Linked DNA regions of Zea mays: region 1 is linked to region 2. The links are chromatin contacts, called in public Hi-C maps. All regions are on one chromosome and are shown on one strand. The core of a region is the stretch at or near the end of the contact, and the rest is flanking DNA. Distances in the headings are between cores, read along the strand shown. Region 1 holds the start of LOC100284724. Region 2 holds the start of LOC100278702.

What was found. A called contact is a pair of places that touch in the nucleus more often than the background predicts.
Region 1: a contact with region 2 is called in a Hi-C map of leaf, with 6 times the contacts expected there. The contact joins the promoter of LOC100284724 here to the promoter of LOC100278702 in region 2. A contact is called at or near these places in 10 of 25 Hi-C or Micro-C datasets (bundle sheath, ear, endosperm and 3 more).

Annotation. Positions count from the first base shown.
Region 1 is chr7:173,002,242-173,008,709 of Zm-B73-REFERENCE-NAM-5.0, forward strand. It overlaps LOC100284724, which reads right to left and starts at 3,138. Exons shown (of 10, transcript NM_001157619.1): 1 at 3,018-3,138; 2 at 1,855-1,901; 3 at 1,631-1,768; 4 at 762-1,059; 5 at 181-683; 6 at 1-42. The coding sequence starts at 1,899. LOC103633403 (protein LONGIFOLIA 1) reads right to left here. Exons shown (of 5, transcript XM_008655107.3): 5 at 6,149-6,468.
Region 2 is chr7:172,770,258-172,776,721 of Zm-B73-REFERENCE-NAM-5.0, forward strand. LOC100278702 reads right to left here and starts at 2,325. Exons shown (of 1, transcript XM_008655103.4): 1 at 1,696-2,325. The coding sequence starts at 2,218. The coding sequence ends at 1,952. TRNAN-GUU (transfer RNA asparagine (anticodon GUU)) reads right to left here and starts at 2,797; the gene lies at 2,724-2,797. LOC100191295 (Glycine-rich RNA-binding protein 3 mitochondrial) reads right to left here. Exons shown (of 5, transcript NM_001136729.1): 2 at 6,207-6,333; 3 at 6,063-6,131; 4 at 5,864-5,970; 5 at 3,987-4,933. The coding sequence starts at 6,318. The coding sequence ends at 4,295.

The sequences.
Region 1 (6,468 bases), core at 1,888-4,387, 230 kb after region 2:
GGCAGCTGGGGCAGGCTGTGTGTCCTCCCTCGGGATTTTAACCTACAAGTCACCAACAACAGACAATATTATGCCAACATGCAATCCTCCAGATAATTGAAAAAAGGCACTATGATAACTTGGAGACATTAGTTACTTGCAACGGCAAAAGGTACATGAAAGGAAAAAGAAAAAACTCACAACTGATGCATAAGTCTTCCTAGTTACTTCCTTCTCAACTGGTGCACGAGGAGCTGGATCAGCCTTCTCAACTGGTGCGCGAAGAGCTGGAGCACCTTTCTCAACAGGTGCACTAGGAGCTGGATCAGCCTTCTCAACTGGTGTGCGAGGAGCTGGAGCACCTTTCTCAACTGATGCGGGAGGTGCTGCAGCAGCCTTCTCAACTGATGCGGGAGGTGCTGGAGCAGCCTTCTCAACTGATGAAGGGAGAGCCGGAGCAGACTCAGGAATCTTCACAAAATCCTTGTTAACAACTTCCTCAGCTGTAACAGGAGTTGAAGCTGGAGCGGCTACAGGTATCTTCACAACATCCTCGTTAACCACTTTCACACATGTCTCAACAACAGGGTCATTCTTAACTGGAGAAACAACATTTGCAGAGGTGCTGATAACTCCATCATTGACGAGAATGTTTCCTGCAGGTGGTACACCTGGCACTTCACTCTCCTTAAATGAATCTATTTCTGATCAAATATAAAAATCAAAATGTCAGTGAATATATACATAATAATACAGATTTAAACTAGTAAATGTTTCATCACCTGGCTCATTGGGCAGGGTGGTAATTTGTGTGCTTTTGTTATCATGGTTAGCTGCAACTACCTTCACCTCGAATGAAATCCCAGTAAGTCTGAATGTATCATTCAAAACATAATAGCCACTATTTTCCTGTGGAGCGAGAAAAAATGATTGTATAAACTTCTGTTTCACAACAGCCGTTGTAAAATATCCAGCAACCAAAATGATCACACCATCCACATGGGATGGCTGTGCATCAACAGTCTCGATCTCTATCAAACAGTCAGCACAATCTGTAGACACAAGTTGCTCCTTGATATCCTGCTCAAACACATAAAATAAATTAATCAGCCCATCAGAATCAACATAATAATAATAAGTCATTACTGATTTATACAAGTTGAACAGTAAATTAGTGCTAAAAATTGTTTTGAAGAACTAGTCCACGCTCCACCCATTCACTTGTTATTCCTACATTTGAAGTGACTTAATTCACTTGTTACTCCTAAACATGGTAAGGCATTGCCAAGTTTGTTCAATATTAAACCATGATTTGATCCAGAAAAGAGACCATGGGAATGTTTGGTTTAAGGTATGGAGTGGCCCACCACCTATTTTTTTCTAGTATAGGAAATGGAATGGGTTGATCCATCACCACCTCATCCATAAAAACAATTAGAAATCATCGTAAAAGAACAGTTTGTTGGCCAAGATATACTACCGTAGTTAAGCCTATCAACCATATATTTGATTAGTTTCTAATTAATAAGACAGATATGAAACATGTCACGGAAAATTATATACTGACATTGAAACCAGACAAAACTTTCATATTCCAAAGTCCCTAGAATCCATTGATAGCAGTAGCATCATGGAGTTGTAGAGAACTTACATCAATTGTGGTTACACAAATCATTTTCCCATTAGAATCTGTTCGACCAAGAATACTTTTGTCATTATAGAATTTATAGGCATCCTCTCTGGCATATCGAAGAGTTTGATAGTATTGTTTGACAAATGCATTAGCAATCTGTAAGCAGAAACATCATTACTTTCAGTTCAACTCTGCAATTATAGACAAACATAAAAGTCGATTAAAGAGTTGAAAAACAATACCACTTGTGGAGTAAAAGTAGCTGGGCTCCCATCTTCCAAGGCCATTGCTGCACAAGTTATAGCAAAATTAGTACTTGAAGTGGACTGTTAGGAGATCACAAATTCACAATAATCCAGTGTAATGAAAAGATTACCCAAGAAACAAGAAAAGATTGTATCTAACTATCTAGTTTGGCAAAGCAGCCAAGTAGGAAGGTTACTGAAAATTTGAAAAAGCCAGTAAGCAACCCCAAGGTAAACGATCCAAGAACCGATGAAAGTATGTAGTTACCATCTCTTTCTTCAAAAAGGTAAAGAAAGACAACTTAACAATATTCATAGCCATAGCCATTAAGAAAAAATATTGAACTTCTGAACCAAGGAAAATAACTTAAGTAAAAATACAGTAGTTAAGTCTTACTACACCCCTTGGCCCTTTATACAAACTTAGATCATGTTGTTGAATTCGAACAGAGACTTGGTGCTGGCTGACAAATGACACCCAGAAGTACAAACTGCAGGAGATAGCATGGTGGTAGTTCACGAATCCATGTTTGCTTCTTATTAATACACTGATAATAGATACAAGAATTGTGCTAGATTTGCCACATTGTGCATTTTCATACACTGGGCGCTGCCACTAGCTTAGCAGCAAACCAAACCTAGACAAATGAAGTTTACAATTTTACACTAAACATGTGCTGCATACCCCCAATAAACAATTCACGCTACCTTACTGTTATGTGAGGTAAATGTCCACCTCTCCATCTAACCGAATCTTTTCACCACAATAAATTCCATCTGATCATACACAGGGGTAGGACGCAAGAGGATCTGATCATTTTTCACCTCAATAAACATAAATTCCATCTAATCCTACACAGGTTTAGGAAGCAAGAGGATTCGATCTTCATGACGTCATCAGAACACAAACAAAGACTCCTCCACGACCAAAACACGAATTCCAATCTACTAACCCCCTCGATTGCAAAATGATCTCGCTATGAAAGAAACTACCCCATACCCCAATTTGGAATCTATATCCACTGGATTTAGAAGCAATATCTCTACTAAAACAACTCACCACGATGGCCGAGACAACCCGATCGCCAGTAATACACCCACCGAAGCATATGCAGAGGGATCGAAAAGCATTGAAAGAGAGAAGAGAAAGGGATGCGAACCTTGGGAGCGGGAAGGCACACGGAGACGGCGCCGCCACGAGACGACGCCGCCTTCGCCCGCGACGGGAACTGCAAACCCTAGTGAGGCGACGCGAGGCGAGTCGGCGGCGCGAACAGGAGCGAGCCGCGGACGCCGGGGCGTGAAGGGTTTATAGCGAGATGGAAAAGAGCCAAGAGGGTTTCGAAAAAGGGCACCTTCGAAAAGGGTTTATGGGTGAGGCCCGGGCTCCCAAAACTAACCATGGTTCTCTGACGTGTGGGACCAAATGTCCTACACGCCTGATCGGAGCCGGAGGGTGCCGTTGCGTGGATTTCGGCTATTTTATTAGCCGTTCTCTTGCCAGTCACGCCTGCAAAAAAACTCCATGGACCCAACAAAGTAATTTAGGCCCATGTGACTTTCGTCCCTGTGTGTTAGGCCTGGCTGATCTTGGCCTGCAGAACAGTTGCCCAGCCCATTAAGTTATCGCGGGAGGAGGTCGCCAGTGGCCTTGCCGAACTGCTTCGAGAATCGAGAGCATAACATAATTTAAACAGAATAAGAATTTGATGTTGTATCATACAATTTCTTACCTGTCTATTATACATAGAAAATTGATTCAAAGGCTTAGAGTCGTATATATCTGTCCAGGAGGATAAGAATTTGAGTAATGCACTTGCAGACAAATACTCACTTTATTTCAATTTATAATTCATTTGTTTTTTTATTCTAAATTTGACTGACTCGTTTTATTTTAATAATAATTATTATTATTATAACTATTTAACAGATATTGTTTAGCATATAATATATTTTATAAGTATGTTTTTTGATTTTTTTTGTTTTTTTACAAAATATTTAAATAAGATGGACAGTCAAACAATTTATAAATTGAGACGAAAGGAGTGGGAGTCAATGAATTTTGGTGAGCTCCTGGCTGTGGTGGCCACTGGTCACCAGCCACCACCACTACCGCTCCAATACCGCAGCGGGGCAGCCGTTGGTCGCCCCACCTCCAGCGGTGGCGTCGGGTAATGGATTTGACGAGGAGGGTCGAGGGTGGAGCCGTGGAGGCGGCGATTTGTTCTCCAGGATCGCGATCGTCAGCTCACGATTCCTAGCCAGCTGGCAGTGGTGCGCCGACCGCATGCTCGACGAAACGCTTGCGAGGCGCGCATGCCAGCCAGCGGCGTCGCACACCATCGGTGCCAGACTGCCAGGTCCTGTTGCAGATGACCCGCTGATGGGGACGATGCTAACTCATTGCTTCCGCTGACATGGCGGCGTCGGCATTCCATGTGCTGTGCCGAAAGGCTTCTCCCAAGCTAGTCGCGCGGGGGGGCGTGGCAGTACCCATGTCAGAGCCGATGAATCTCGTGCTGCTAAAGTTAGTAGTGCCGTTGAAGTCTGAAGGGGCATCGAGTGCCGGAGTTCTGTGAAAGCACTCTGGAAGGTGGATCATCATTCATTTGCAATATTGGCCCATTGGCTGTGCGCGCACAGTTTGGAAAATGGCAAGCACGCATGCCGGTTTGAGAGGTACGCCTTGCTGTCACTTTCAGCAAATGCCTGTCCTATCTTGTCCTGTTCGTGTCTGTTCAATTCATCTCTTTTTTCGCAATTTGCATCCGGTGTCATATCTAGGTGGTGTTTGGTTTGAGGAATCACTCTATCCAAAATGTGGTGGTGCATCATAGGTCCATTCTTCAAATTTGGTAGGATGATCTCATTCCTCATATTAGTACTAACTAAATAACTATAAAGAATGAGGTGATGATGGATCAACTCATTTCATTCCACAAACCAAACAAAAAAGTGAGGAGTGAGAAAATAATGGACTAGCTCATTACTCAAACCAAACAGCCTACTAGTGTCCTACATGATCTGGCACTGCAGCGTTGGATGTCGTCTTCGCGCTACTTATCGATTCCGTTTACTTAGGGGAGCGTAATGTTTCGTTTTGTTGATCATGTGTGAATGACAGGCTGGAATCCTTTGCATTCTTAAATAGAAAGACAGTTTGGACTACAGTTTTAGAACCCCAGTTTGGTGTCATTAGACTGTGTTCAACGGTTACCCCTAAATTTCTCCCTCTATATCTCACTCACGTGTCACGTCAGCGTTCTCTTCCCCCCTATATTTCCACTCTGTACAGCGGTTCCCCCTAAATCCTTCCCCTATACTCCCACTACAACCATAAAATATCATTTTCTATACATACTTTTCACCTCATATCAATTTTTCATCTACTAATAATTAACTGTGGGCCCACAACACAGTAGATAGGGGAGGAAAGGAGAGCACGCTGCATTCAGGGGGACAGAGAAGAATTTAGCGTGTTGCTGCACCGTAGTGGGTGCTTTAGGGGGAAGCGTTGCATAGGATAGCGTCTTCCTGTAGCCTCTACCGTAGGGGAGGGGGAGCTCCGGCGGCAAGCGGTGAAGACAGTCTTAGCACTCTGCTAGAGTGGCAGAAGACATCTTGTTTTCTATAATAGTATTGAGATGTTCGTAACTGTAGAAGCCAAATGGTCCCTGCTTCATGAAAGAAATGACTGCTTGTGTAATTATGGGGCGCGTGATTCAATCAAAACAACATCACATCAGTAAGACAGAAGGTTACTAAGACAGAATATTATATATATTTTCGCGGCTATATGGCACCACGATACGAAAGGTAGTATGGAGAACTGGAGAGAGCGGCATAGGACTAAGACCGTTGTAACAAAGCGCGAACACGATAGTATACACACGATGTAAAGGGTTCGAGCGGCCTGAGCCTAATATAATAATCTACGTCCTCCTTACGATGGATGTTTAGATGTAAGACACGAAGTTACATACTCAAATGTTAACTAAGCTAGCGATCGAGTAGAAACAACCCTATTTGTATTGCCCTACCCAACCATCGCGATGTTAACCGATATCATGTTCTATGTTACTATGCGTCTCTTTTATAGCTCAAGGGAGAAGTGAGTTATATACATGCACATACCCTATTCAACAAAGTTCCAACTATTTCTATCTTATCATAATTGTTGTATCATATATGGTGCACGCCTCCTGTGAGCTATAGTGGCAAGCGTGACCTGCCATATTGGTATGTATGAGTGATCACCCTGTTGAGTACGACGTAGTCAGTAGCCGTTGTAGCCGCATGGACAATATAGTGCTTATTGGTACATTTGCGGCATACAGTTTGACCGCAACATCATCCGTAACAATAAATGCAAAAAACGAGAACTTTATCTCAAGTTATCATCTACCCGACATTCCTATAAACACTTGATATAATGGGTCCACCATGCACACGCGGGGTACTGTGCACTTCAATCGCCTTGACCGGTAGTAGAGTCAAACAGTAGTCATGTCACACAAATCTCGAATTGCAATAGTCAGGCAGCAAGACTAGTGTTGAGGATCATTTATACTTGTACAGTTTAGTCTTCAGAAAAAATAGAAACTGTCACAT
Region 2 (6,464 bases), core at 1,075-3,574:
CCTATATCCACCCAATATGGTTTTTTTTGATAGTCCGCAGTATCTTCTGGCGTCCAGAATTAGGAAGAAAACTGAAACAAACGGGGCATGTGTCCACCCAATACAGAATGACTGGCGAAACGGCATGAGCATAAGTTTTAATCGCTGTGTAAAACTAAGCAGTAGATAAATACACTGTGAAAACCGGGACACAACAAGTGTCCCAAGTTCCATTTGCTTCTTCCGAATTGGTCATCATAAAATAGATTTATTTTCTTCATTCCCTTTAATTACATCTTTGAACTATCATTGCCATCTCTTGACCTTGTTACCCAGAAGAGTATGATCAAAAGAGGATATAGAGAAACAACTGTTAGCATATTTTGCAGCCACAGGGGCAATTTTGCTGAGATAAACCATTGGATCCTTGGGTCGTGGTTGATGGAGAAAATATGTGCCAGTCCAGAATCTAATCAATCCAATCAAGGTTTTGTCTCTCGTTGACCTCTTTTCAGTGATGCATCAGAAATGCAAAGCAACCATGCCCCACATGACACAGGTTTCAGACTATCTCTCTGTACACATTTCATTACTAAATTATATCTACAAATGGAATTTAGAAATGGCGTATTCGAGCGGAAGATGCCAACCTAAAGTGAAGGGGACGCAGCTTAAAAAGTTCCTCTGCTATTATAAACAGAATATTATAACCAAACGAAAGAGTCTGCTCGTACAAATTTGCTTTCCAACACAAGTCAATATGCCTGAAGGTTAGAGCTGAACTCTACAAAAGGTGGGCAGTCACTAAATTTGTTCAAAGTTTCACACCATAAAAGCCAATGTGGCCATGCAGGTGGCAATAACCAGAATCCAACATCTCCTGTGCCGTCTCAATCACAAAACATGGGAAAAAGCTCAAGTCAAATGTCAAATCCATCAGTATAGTTCAAATTTTTTCCCAGATCACTTCCAGATCAGTTCGCATAAATAAATGAGTTCATATTACGCACAGATAGAGCAATAGCCCGTGAATTCACATCATATGAGACCTATCATCGTAGTATAGCAAAAACACACAGCAGAAAATAGCAACCGAAGTGGTAAAATCCTTTCGAGAAATTATGCCGAATCTGTAGAGCAGTTCGAATTTAAAAACATCTCAAAACTAACCATGAAATGAAATTAAAATGTATACCATGTCAGGCTCGGTTCTGCATACATACAATACATGAAGATGCATACATACAATACATGAAGAGGCGATTTGCCATCTGAAGCAAACTCATCGCTTAGAAATGGACAGGAGCATGAATAGTGAGACAATTATGTGACACCATGTGAAAGCTACGAGCTAAAGTTGTTCGGACTGCTACAACATAAAGACAAAACAATGTAGAAGCAGTAAAAACATTAAAGGCAAGCGAATAGACTGCAAGCTTCTATACAAGACACATGGAATCAGGCACAGACAGGAGCATGCTAAATTAGCGAGCTCTCAAACATATAGGCACTGCAGGCAGCAGCATAGTGTACCAAACAGTCCAGCAAACCATAATTGCAACTAATAAAACATAAAATCAAGAATGGATTCTGAGCGAGTTACGACCATCTGCAAAGAGATTACTTATCAAATTATGATCGAACTAGTTAGGTTGGCGTGGCATATTTGAAACAAAGATGATGCAAGAAATATCAAAGTCTAGACATCAGTGCATCAGTCACAGATTATGATGTAATATTGCAAGCAGAACACCTTCAAAACCACGCATGACGCATCCCCTAACTCAAACTAAAGAAGACCAGCAACAACTTTTCAATGACTCAAGTTGCAGTTCATTCATACATAAAACTTCTTTCTTTTAATTAGCAAGTGTACAGTATATTGATAGTAGCTTATACTAGAACAGATCAATTTAGCCATTCATCGGCACGCACCAGAACCAAATCTTACAGATAGATTCCTCGTTCCTCTCTACGGGAGGCGGCCACGGTTGAGCAGCCCAAGCGTGTGTCGCGCAGCCTCGACGAGGTCACGGATGTTGTGGAGCGACCTCTCCTCGGCGCCGAAGATGAAGATGGCCCGGCACTCGGCCTTCTTGGCCAGCCGCGCCGCGTGCCCAAGCGGCAGCTCCGGCGAGTTGAGGGCCCGCAGAATCTGCCTGTACAGCGACAGCACCACCGGCCTATTCCGCGCCAGATCCTCCGCCGTCGCCCAGATCAGCCCGCTGCCTTTCGCCATTCTTCCGCCGCCGTGGTCACCTCGCCGCACACCGCCAACGGGAGCGAGAGGGTTTGGATCGAGCGGGGAGCCCAATCAGCAGAATTTTGTGGGCCTTAATTAGCAGGCCGCCAGGCCCTATTTAGATCCATGTTGGTAACAGTAATAGGAAAACTGTTTATTAATTAGCTTTTTCGTGCAATCAAAACTACCAGAATTCTTATATATTTTTAAAAACAATTATAGATACAATTTATTATTTACTCTAAAAGGTATAAAATTTACAGTTCTACAAATATTTTTTAAAAAAAATGAATGAACATTATGGAAATGTTTTATTATTTACTCTATTAATATATAAAAATTTAAGCTCTACCGATACGTATTTTTTTAAATGTTTAAATGATTTAAGATATTAACTGAGGGCCAAAAAGGTGAAACTACAAAAATATGAACAATATATAATTTTTTTAAAATACATATGTGATTTAAGGTTATAGATGAATTGAGTAAAAAAGAAAAATATCGCTAGAAGGAGGGCTTGAACCTCCGACCTTGTGGTTAACAGCCACACGCTCTAACCAACTGAGCTATTCCAGCATATGCTAAAGATTCAATTTATTCCTATTATTAGGTATGTCATTGAACTTTTGTACGTAAGAATATACACACTAAGAAAATTAGCACCTGAACTATCATCATTTATTGTTGAGAAGTTATAACCACCATTTCCTCTCACAATATATAACCACCTTTTCTTCTCATAATATAATTGTAGTAAAGCTACGCTAGCTGGCCATGTATACCGTGTTCTCAATACCTATTTATAATATACTTCCTCCGTCTCCAAAAATATCACAAATTATGAGCTATTCCAGCAATATAAGACGTGTTCTCTCTATGTATATGTACATCGATGCAATGGTATAAAGATAATTTAGTACATTTCTTGGTTTTTAAACCAAAGTTGGTGTATACCGTGTCAGACTCAGTTCTGCATACATACAATACATGAAGAGACGATTTGCCAACTTAAGCAAATCCATCGCTTAGAAATGAACAGGAGCATGACTAGTGAGATAACTATGGGAGCTGGCTGGGACTAAGAACCTTAGCCCTCCTTACGGTCCATATTCCTGGACTTCAGTAATTGATAGCCTTTTCAGTTTTGTTATGGACTTCTATGTGTATTTTTGTTTTTTTTTTGTCTCTGCCTTCTTTTGATCCTGTATTGGTCTATTTTGGTCCTTTCGTACCTTCTTAATATAATGATGTGCACGTCAATCTCTCGGGCGTTCGAGAAAAAAAATGTGACACCAGGTGAAGCTACGAGCTAACCTTCTTCTGGAAACATGGAATCAGGCTTAGACAGGCACATGTTAAATTAGCGAGCTGTCAAACATGTAGGCACTGCAGTAGTCCAGTGTATCATACAGTCCAGCAAACAATAATTGCAACTGATAAAAGATAAAATCAAGGATTAGAATGGATTACAAGCCGGTTATGACCTTCTGCAAAGAGATTACTTATCAAATTATGATCCAAACTAGCTATGTTGGCGTGGCATATTTGAAATACAGATGATGGCAGAAATATCAGTCTAGACATTAGTGCATCAGTCACAAATTATGATGCGTATTTATAATATACTCCCTCCGTCCCACAATATCACAAATTATGAGCTATTCCAGCATATGCTAGAGTTTTATTTTTATTTTTATTATTGGGAACGACATTGGACTTTGGACATTTCTATCTAGTACGTAAGAATACAAAGGCTAAGAAAATTAGCACCTGAACTATCATCATTTCTTGTTGAGAAGATATAACCACTCTTTCTTCTCACAATATAGTTGATATAACAACTTTTTCTTCTCACAATATAGTTGTAGTAAAGCTACGCTAGCTGAGTGGATAAAATAACATACGTGCCTTGTCTGAAACAGAATAAAAAAGAACAAAGGATTATGTTCTATATCCTAATGAGCTCAGGCAAAGTTCTATTTGCTCCATTTAGCACGACCGATCTGATGCAGTTTGGGGGAAAAAAATGATCCGCAGCACCGTGCGAGAGGTGCGAGTACGCCGCTCCCTCATTTACTCTGCCACTTCCTTGTCGAAGAAACCTTCGCCCAGCAGGTCGTCGTCGCCATTGTATTGCGGCTTGTTAGCTCCATAGCTTGCCCCACCGCCAGAAAACCCCCCGGTAACATTTCCAGCAAAGTTGTTGCCACCAAAACCTCCACCACCAAACTCTCCTAAGGTTCCACCACTGGAACTCGAACCTCCAGTATTGTAGTTGCCTACACCATACGGGTTGGGAGACGAATTGTACCCACCAGTGTTTCCATCAGAACTGCCAATGGTATTGTACCTTCCATTGCTGTTGTATCCGCTGCTCAAGTTGTTAGCATAACCACCACTGGCAGCTCCATTGCCGTAACCATCACTGCCTGAATATCCACCACCTGATGCATTGCTGTAGGTGCCACCATAGCCACTGCCAGATCCAACACCGTAACCATTGGCAGCATAACCCCCAGAACTATATCCTCCTCCACCACCAGAACTATATCCTCCACCACCACCAGAACTATATCCACCACCGCCATACCCACCAGTAGGATATCCACCTCCACCACCATAACCACCACCAGCTCCGAATCCACCACCCCCGCGTATCCCACCAGCGCGTTCATTGGCATGGTTCACCCTTATATTTCGTCCTTGAAGTTCCTGTATCAGATGAAATTGTTTCAATGATTTGCAAACAAGCAAATTATTTATGTTTCATGAAACAACATGCTCATTAGAGACAAGTATCTACAACTTCAAAGTAAAAAATAACTTTAAATCACTTGCGATATGAAAAAGAGAAATAGCATTTTCCTTTTGCAAATTCCAGGCCAAGGGTCCGATCCGGGAGGCTACTTGTAAGGCTAAAACAAATTGGTATAAAGCTTTTTTAGTCTAATTAACAAATTGGGAACAACGCAACATAGCACATCGACAAATCCCTACCTCCAGCTCCAAGAATTCCTGGAAAGCAGCAGCTCTCCAAACAGGCCCAATCATTTTAAGTCAAACTAAAGATCATAGGCACATATTAACTCTGTACAAGCAATTCAAGTATTTGGAAAATGATTTCTCTCACTTGCTGCTCTGTTCTGTAATCCTTCTAGTGCTTACAGATTACCAACTGGATTGTTGCATCAAACACTAAGGACAAATAACCTAGCATTCACTGCAATAATACATTTTAATTCATACCCAAATGGCAGCAAAAAAAAAAGACTCTGTGGCTGTCATACAGGAACCCTGGAAAATTTTGGTCGAGGCCATTATTTGTATATATGTCAGTATGTCACCATATCAATCAGTGCTTTCAACCAAGGAACAATAAATATTCCAATATTGTGCCTGGCTGAAAAAACAATTGTTAGCAGTTGATTATTCCTTTGAGTTATAGCGTAGATTATTTCTCTAGGAATTTCAGTCTGCATGAAGTGGAGATAAATTGAACAAATAGTTTGGACTCTGAAATTTTTCCTGTGTAACAAGGGATGTGAGCATTGGAATTCAGATGGTCAGTTTAGAAGAATTACCTTTGGAAGTGAGACAATTCAACGATGGTATAGAACAAAACAATGGACATGAATGACCTACCTTGCCATCCATGGAAGTCATTGCAGCTGAGGCTTCTTCAGTGGATGTAAAAGTTATAAAACCAAAACCCCTTGACCTCCCTGATTCCCGATCAATGATGATCCGAGCTGAATGCAAACAGATAATAGAGAAGTGTTAGACACCGATAAAAAAAAGTCCAAGAAAAAAAATACAAGTCGAAATAAATCGGACAAACAACCTTCAAGTACATTCCCAAACTCAGAAAATGCATCCTTCAGAGTGGTTTCGTCGGTGGCAAAAGAAAGTCCTACATGCAGGCTCATTCAGAGCGGAATTAGATACTCAGACACCACGGCGGAGAACAAAATCGATCTCAACATACCTCCAACAAAGAGCTTGGAAGAGGACATGCATCTTACTGGCTGAAGCAGTGGGGAGCAAGTGGGCGCTAAAGTTCTCCTGAGCGCATTTCCAATTCTACTAGCGAAAGCCATCCCTCGAACTCCTCACTAGAAGTTAGCCACGGGCATAGAAAGAAAAAACGATCTGTTTAGTGGTCAGAGACAAAACTACGATCATCCCAAGAAAAAAAACAGATTATTGTGCCTACTCTAACTCTATGCATCGGTGTCAGGGAAAA